2 separate regions of the Hordeum vulgare genome follow, and region 1 is linked to region 2. The links are chromatin contacts, called in public Hi-C maps. All regions are on one chromosome and are shown on one strand. Each heading gives the region's core, a stretch centred on a gene start, on an enhancer-like site or on the middle of the called end of the contact. The rest is flanking DNA. Distances are from core to core; before and after follow the strand shown. Region 1 holds the start of LOC123409934. Region 2 holds the start of LOC123432313 (WAT1-related protein At3g02690, chloroplastic).

Region 1 (3,004 bases), core at 331-2,830, 350 kb before region 2:
TTCTTCATTCTTTGTTTTCCTTTTATTTCTTTTTTCTCTGTCCTTTTGTTCTTTATTTTTCCAAATTCATAATTATTTTCTTCAAATAGATGAACTTCTTTTTAAAATCCATGAACATATTTTTTTGAAACTCGTGAATTTATTTTTCAAATTTGATGAGTTTTATTCATTTTTTTGAACTTTTCTCAAAATAGATGAACTTTTTACAAAACTGATAAATTTGCTTCAAAAATTGATTAACTTTTTCAAAATTGATGAACTTTTTCAAAATCGTTGTTTTTTTTAATTTAGGTGAACTTTTTCTAAATTCGTTAATTTTTTTCAAAATTGATGAACTTTAAGAAAATCAAAATCATTGAACTTTTTTATCAAAAGCGATGAACTTTTTTCAACATTAATGAACTTTTTTTCAAAATCGATGAACTTTTTTCAATTTAGATGAACTTTTTCTAAATGATTTGAACTTTTTTTTTCACATTCGATGAACCTTTTTTAATTCAAATCGATGATTTTTTCCATTGTTCGATATACTTTTTTGAAAAACGATGAACTTTTTTTAAATTCATGACCTTTTTTTAGTATATGAACTTTTCTGATTTGGTGAACTATTTTCTGAATACGGAAACTTGTTCTGCATGTTCATGATCTCCATTTATAGTATGTGAACATGTTTTCAAATAATTGAAAAATCTATATGCTACAGCGTCTGCATTTTTATTGTTTAACACGTTCGCGCTGTACATGTCACTATTTGTTATTTTGTCAATTGCTTAGCATCATTCTGTGAGGCGCGGGAGGGCGTGAGATCGCATCCCGGTCGAGACCTATTTTTTAGGGTCGTTTTCACGCTGTGCGATCATGGACCGGCCCATCCGGCTGCAGCTGCGGGCGCCAGTTACCTTGCGCGCAGGGACCTCCTATTCGGCGCCTGCAGCGCTCCTCCATATAGGCCGGCCCATGTAAAAATGCATTAGTCCCAGAATTCGAAAAAAAAGTAGATTTGCAAAACAATTCACCTATTTTTGAAAAATATGTTCATGGATTTTCTAAAAGTTCACTGGAATATAAAAAAAAAATTCAACGATTTTTAAAAAAGTTCATCATTTTTTAAACATAGTTCACTGATTTTTTAAAAAGTTCTTCAATTTTTAAAAACAGTTCACTGATTTTGAAAAAAATCATGAATTTTAAATTATGTTCATCGATTTTCAGAAATGTTCACGAATTTTTATAAAAAATATCAATTTTTAGAAAAGTTTACCGATTTTAAAAAATGATCACAGGCTAAAACAGTTCATGGGCTAAAAACAATTCGTGAAGAATCTTTACATGGGCCGGTCCATTGCGGAGCGCTGCAGGCGCCGCTTAGCAAATTTTGTCTTTTAACCGGCGTCTGCCGGATTCGGAGAGCAGGTTTTTTTAGAAGAACTTCGAGAGCTTAACCGGCCAGAGTGGGCCCACACGCGCCCAAACTGCAACTCGCGGCAATGAGCCCACTGTGGATCCTCCCCATCTCGTCTTCCTCCGCGCGTCGCCCCTCCCCTATAAATTTCCTCCTCCTGTAGCTTCCTTTGATCCTTTCTCTAGCTCGATCCTCCCCATCTTGCTGTGGTAGTTCGGTTCTCTTCCTGCAGACGCGTTGATTCGAATCGTTGGTGCGCGGCGATTGCTGAGGGGGGCGAGATGGCAGAGAAGCGCAAGGCCTCCGGCGACGCTCCGGGGACGTCGCGGCCACCTGCACGGATGAGGGTCACCTCCACCGACGACGAAGACGTGTCCTCCATAGAACTCTTGCTCGACGAAGGTGGGTTCCTGGGAAATTATCAGCAGCAAGCGCAAGCACGCTTTTCTTCTTCGTGATGTCCGCGTTTTCTTGGATTCTTGGTGTTACGAGTTCGGTTTCTTGGTTTCTTGCAGGCCTCGGGAGAGGCGGGGAGCGCACGAATGCGGAGGTGGTGCCTTCGCCGCCTCCATCGCTGCAGTCTGTGCTGATGGCAGGAATCGGCGCCAAACCGGCAGCCAACTCTGGGCAGCCAGCGCCGAGACAGATCGACTACATCGATTGCCGTAAGTTTTGCTTCCATTCCCAATTCGTTTCTTGTATCGAAAGAGTGTGGCTTCTTGGTTTCTTGGCTTGCAATTCGTTTCTTGGACTGATGTCTCCCTTTGGTCTCTTCTTGGCCCGAGAGCAGAGAGCTTGTCAGCCGGTGAGGAAGCCGAAGTGACGTCCAGGTGGAGACCCCTCTCCGATCTCGACGCAGAAGCGTCGCCATCCGGGAATGAGGAGGAGCTCGTTGCGGCGGTGACACAGACGCGGCCACCTCCACCGGCCGACCAGCCCTCTCCGGCGGAGGCGCAGCCACTGCCACACCCCGATGAGTCCGTTGGGTCGGTGGCGACTATACCGGAGATGGTGGCGCCGGCCCCGGCCCCGGCCCACCGCCGTTGAGGACTCCGTCCCTCTCGCCCGTCCATCGATTCAGCGAAGATTATCCAAGGCGCGAGAAGCAGAGTAAGAAGTTGGCCTGTGCCCCGTTCTGGAGTCGATGCTACGAAACAATGGCCTACTGATGTTGTGCAATAGTAATTGGTCCCACTTCTGAATCTTCTGATGTGTTCTTCGAATATTAGTTACCAGTGGTTCTTTCTGAACATTAGTTTTTCTTCTCCAGTAATGCGGCAAACGCAATGGTTTTGCTGCATATTAGTTTTTTTTTTTTTGCGGGAAATTGCTGCAGTAGTATTAGTTACCGGTGGTTCTTTCTGAACTTTGGTTCAGGCAGGCTAAGTGCTGCAGGCTTCTTTTATGAGAGAGAAATTGCTGCAGGTTAATTGCTGTGCGTGTTATTTTGGCTGATACCATGGAGTATTTGTGCTTGTCTGTGGGAGTTCAATTCAGTAGATCTATCTGTATTATTATTCGTGGTGCTGCCAGTTAGTTCTTTTTCTCTGACAATGCGGCAAACGCAATGGTTTGGGAGTAGTAATTACCATTGAGTCTGTG
Region 2 (3,016 bases), core at 517-3,016:
ATGAAGAGGCCATCTCCCCCAGCGCCTACATCATCACCGGAGGTTGGTTCCCGAGCGCGCCGTCTTTGTTCCTGATATCGGCATTTCTTGGATTCTGGTGTGTTGAGAGTTCGGTTTCCTGAAGATTCCGGGAGGGAGGACGGGGAACAGAGCACGAGGGTGGTGCTGCCTCCGCCGCCTCCTCGGGATCCGCGGGCAATGAACGTCATGGACGCCTACCGCATGTTCCTGGAGAGGCAGGAGAGAGAGTTGTCAGTCAACTTGAGGGGCCAGGCGGCGAGAGACTATGGTCGCGGTAATTTGGCCTCCAGTTCGTTTCTTGGATGCCAGTTCGTTTCTTGGTTTCCCGTTTGTTTCTTGGTTTGCAATCCGTTTCTTGGTTTCCAGTTCGTTTCTTGGTTTGCAATTCGTTTCTTGGACTGACAATACATCTCCGTGTGTTTCTTCTTCTTCGCCCGTGAACAGGGTTGCCGGATGGTGGCTCGGCTGCCGGCGAGGAAAAGGAAGCGTCTTCTCCGTGGAGGTTCGTGAACCTCTCCGAGCTTATCGTGCCACAGCCCCCCGCCACCCATCAGCCGACGGTGCGCGCCGGGGTTTGCAGGGCTTGCCGACGCTGGATAGGGACGATCCCCCGGGTTCCCTACAGGCACGTCTGCTTCTGCGTGCCCTGCCGCTACAGCCGGTGCGCCAGGATATGTTGCTCGGTTTGCGGCGCCGGCCGCCGTTTGCGCCGCCGTTCGTCCAAGGCGCGCGCCACCGGCCGTCCACAAGCAAAGTGGGGCAGTTGATCAGTTCCCCGTTGCGGAGACGATGATGCTACGTAGTTGATGATGGCTGGAGACGATCACCTGATGATGGTGTGCTCCGGTTAATTAGTCTCGCTTCTGATGTGTTCTTGCAGTGTTTAGCTCGTTGTTTTTTCTTCTCCAGCAATGTAGGCAATGCAACTGTTGGTTTTGCTGCACATTGCCTGTCAGTCATTGCCAACTTTGGTTTTTCTGCAACTTTTTACATCTGTGCAATGGGTTCAGTTCAGATTACATGACTGTCCAGCAGGTTAATTGCTGTTATCTTTTGCCTGCCATGGATGTTACCGTGCAGTAGACTGGTACTACTACTCTCTGTGGGTGTTCTGCTTTTGGTAAATGCATGAAATGTGTTAGTAATACAGAGTAGCTAGTATCCATTGAAAGCTTAACTCGGCACTGCTCTGAATCTCTCTAATTCATGCAGCTCAATGGCCTGCCTGCTCGAATTCTAGTAGTGTGGTCCCTTTGTCCGGAATTAGTTGATGCTCAAACGGATGTTCAAACAAACGTATCTAGCATCCATTTTATCACGGAGGAAGTAATAGTATGTGTTTATGATCCTTTAGATGAAATGCTCGTGCCACTCCCCTGAAATGGTTCACCGGTCTATGTAATGCCAACAGCTATATATTCATCAAACTTGCCATCGGCTTCACTGGTTCGCCGTAGGTCCATGATATGCACGTACTGTTGCGAGATATCAGTTTCAGAGCGACGACTATATCCAATATCTTGCTTCTTTTTTGACAACGTTTTGTTAGCATTAGTAATCTGAATTTTGATTTTGGGTCCGTTGATTCTCAAAGAAGAAGCAGCAGCCACGGAGATTGTGGGCGGTCTTATTTTTTGGAGAGATCGTGTATATCGCGTGAAATGACAAAATTTAGCCGTGGCACTTGTGGGCCGACCCAACCTGCTGCTTGAAATACAGGCCCAACACCGAGCTGATTCAGTGAAACGCACCCACACGCCGAGCGAGCAGAGCTGAGCTCGACACGCTGCGCGAGCGGAAACCCACCCTCGCCGCTCCTCTCTCTCCTCCCGTCGTGCCGGCCGCTGCCGGGGCCGCCTTTCGACCCGCCGAATCACGGCAGCACCCCGCCCGAGCGCCGGCCGTCAGGCCGCGATGTCCACCACCGCGCCCTTCCGCCTCCTGCTCCCACTCCACCCACCACTAACTCCCAGACGCCCTTCCGCTCCCGTTCTCCCCTTTGTCCCACGCCGCGGCACCGTCCCCAGCCTCCGCCTCCGCCTCCGCCTCGCAGCCGGGGGCGGAGAAACGCCTCCGCCCGCAGCGGACGAGCTCGACTGCGTGGGCACGGGCACCGACGTCGAGTGCGTCGTTGACGACGGCCCCGGGGCGGAGGAGGGGGTCGCCCCGGCGCTCGCGGGGAGAGAGTGGTGGGAGTGGGTGTCGCTGGTGTCGCCCTTCTTCTTCTGGGGCACGGCCATGGTGGCCATGAAGGGGGTCATACCCAAGACCGGGCCCTTCTTCGTCGCCGCGCTCCGCCTGCTCCCCGCGGGAGCGCTCGTCGTCGCCTTCGCATCCGCTAGGGGCAGGAAGCAGCCCTCCGGGTGGGCCGCCTGGGGCGCCATCGCCGCCTTCGGCCTCATCGACGCCGCCTGCTTCCAGGTGGATTTAGATAGGTGAAAGGCGTGATCCTTAGCGTGTGGTTGTGCTTGTGCGGTTCCTGAAGCCAGCATGGGTTTGGTTTCCTCCCTTTGCAGGGCTTTCTCACCGAGGGCTTGCAGAAGACATCGGCTGGCCTCGGAAGCGTAAGGCTAATCCTCCGTTCTGTTCTCTAGCTCCAAAGACAAACAATTGACTTGCCATTTTGGTCCATCGAGCTGACGATCGCTTACCGAACTGCGATCCTCATTGCAGGTCATAATCGACTCCCAACCATTGACGGTTGCTATCCTTGCTGCACTATTCTTTGGAGAGTCTATCGGGGCGATAGGAGTTGGGGGACTCTTACTGGGTGTTGTTGGGCTTTTGCTCCTCGAGGTTTGCATTTTTGCAATGCATTTCTAATGTTTCGAACCAATCTCGTATCTCTACACTCAGATATTGATTACAATTATTTTTTTGGAAGCAATTAATTAGGATTAGTTAATAGCATGTTAGTACTACCTCCGTCACGGTTTAGAGGGTGCTTGGATTCAAAGGACTAAAACTAGTCTGACTAAAAATAGTCTCTTTAAGA

The links. Hi-C and Micro-C count contacts between places; a contact is called where the count stands out from the background.
Region 1: a contact with region 2 is called in a Hi-C map of seedling, with 2.8 times the contacts expected there. The contact joins the promoter of LOC123409934 here to the promoter of LOC123432313 in region 2. A contact is called at or near these places in 2 of 6 Hi-C or Micro-C datasets (leaf and seedling).

The regions. Positions count from the first base shown.
Region 1 is chr1H:303,106,778-303,109,781 of MorexV3_pseudomolecules_assembly, reverse strand. LOC123409934 reads left to right here and starts at 1,580. Exons shown (of 3, transcript XM_045102805.1): 1 at 1,580-1,804; 2 at 1,918-2,067; 3 at 2,193-2,859. The coding sequence starts at 1,684. The coding sequence ends at 2,449.
Region 2 is chr1H:302,755,696-302,758,711 of MorexV3_pseudomolecules_assembly, reverse strand. LOC123432313 (WAT1-related protein At3g02690, chloroplastic) reads left to right here and starts at 1,766. Exons shown (of 8, transcript XM_045115384.1): 1 at 1,766-2,442; 2 at 2,538-2,585; 3 at 2,695-2,817. The coding sequence starts at 1,936. It overlaps LOC123432340, which reads left to right. Exons shown (of 3, transcript XM_045115385.1): 1 at 1-42; 2 at 125-295; 3 at 466-1,075. The coding sequence ends at 788.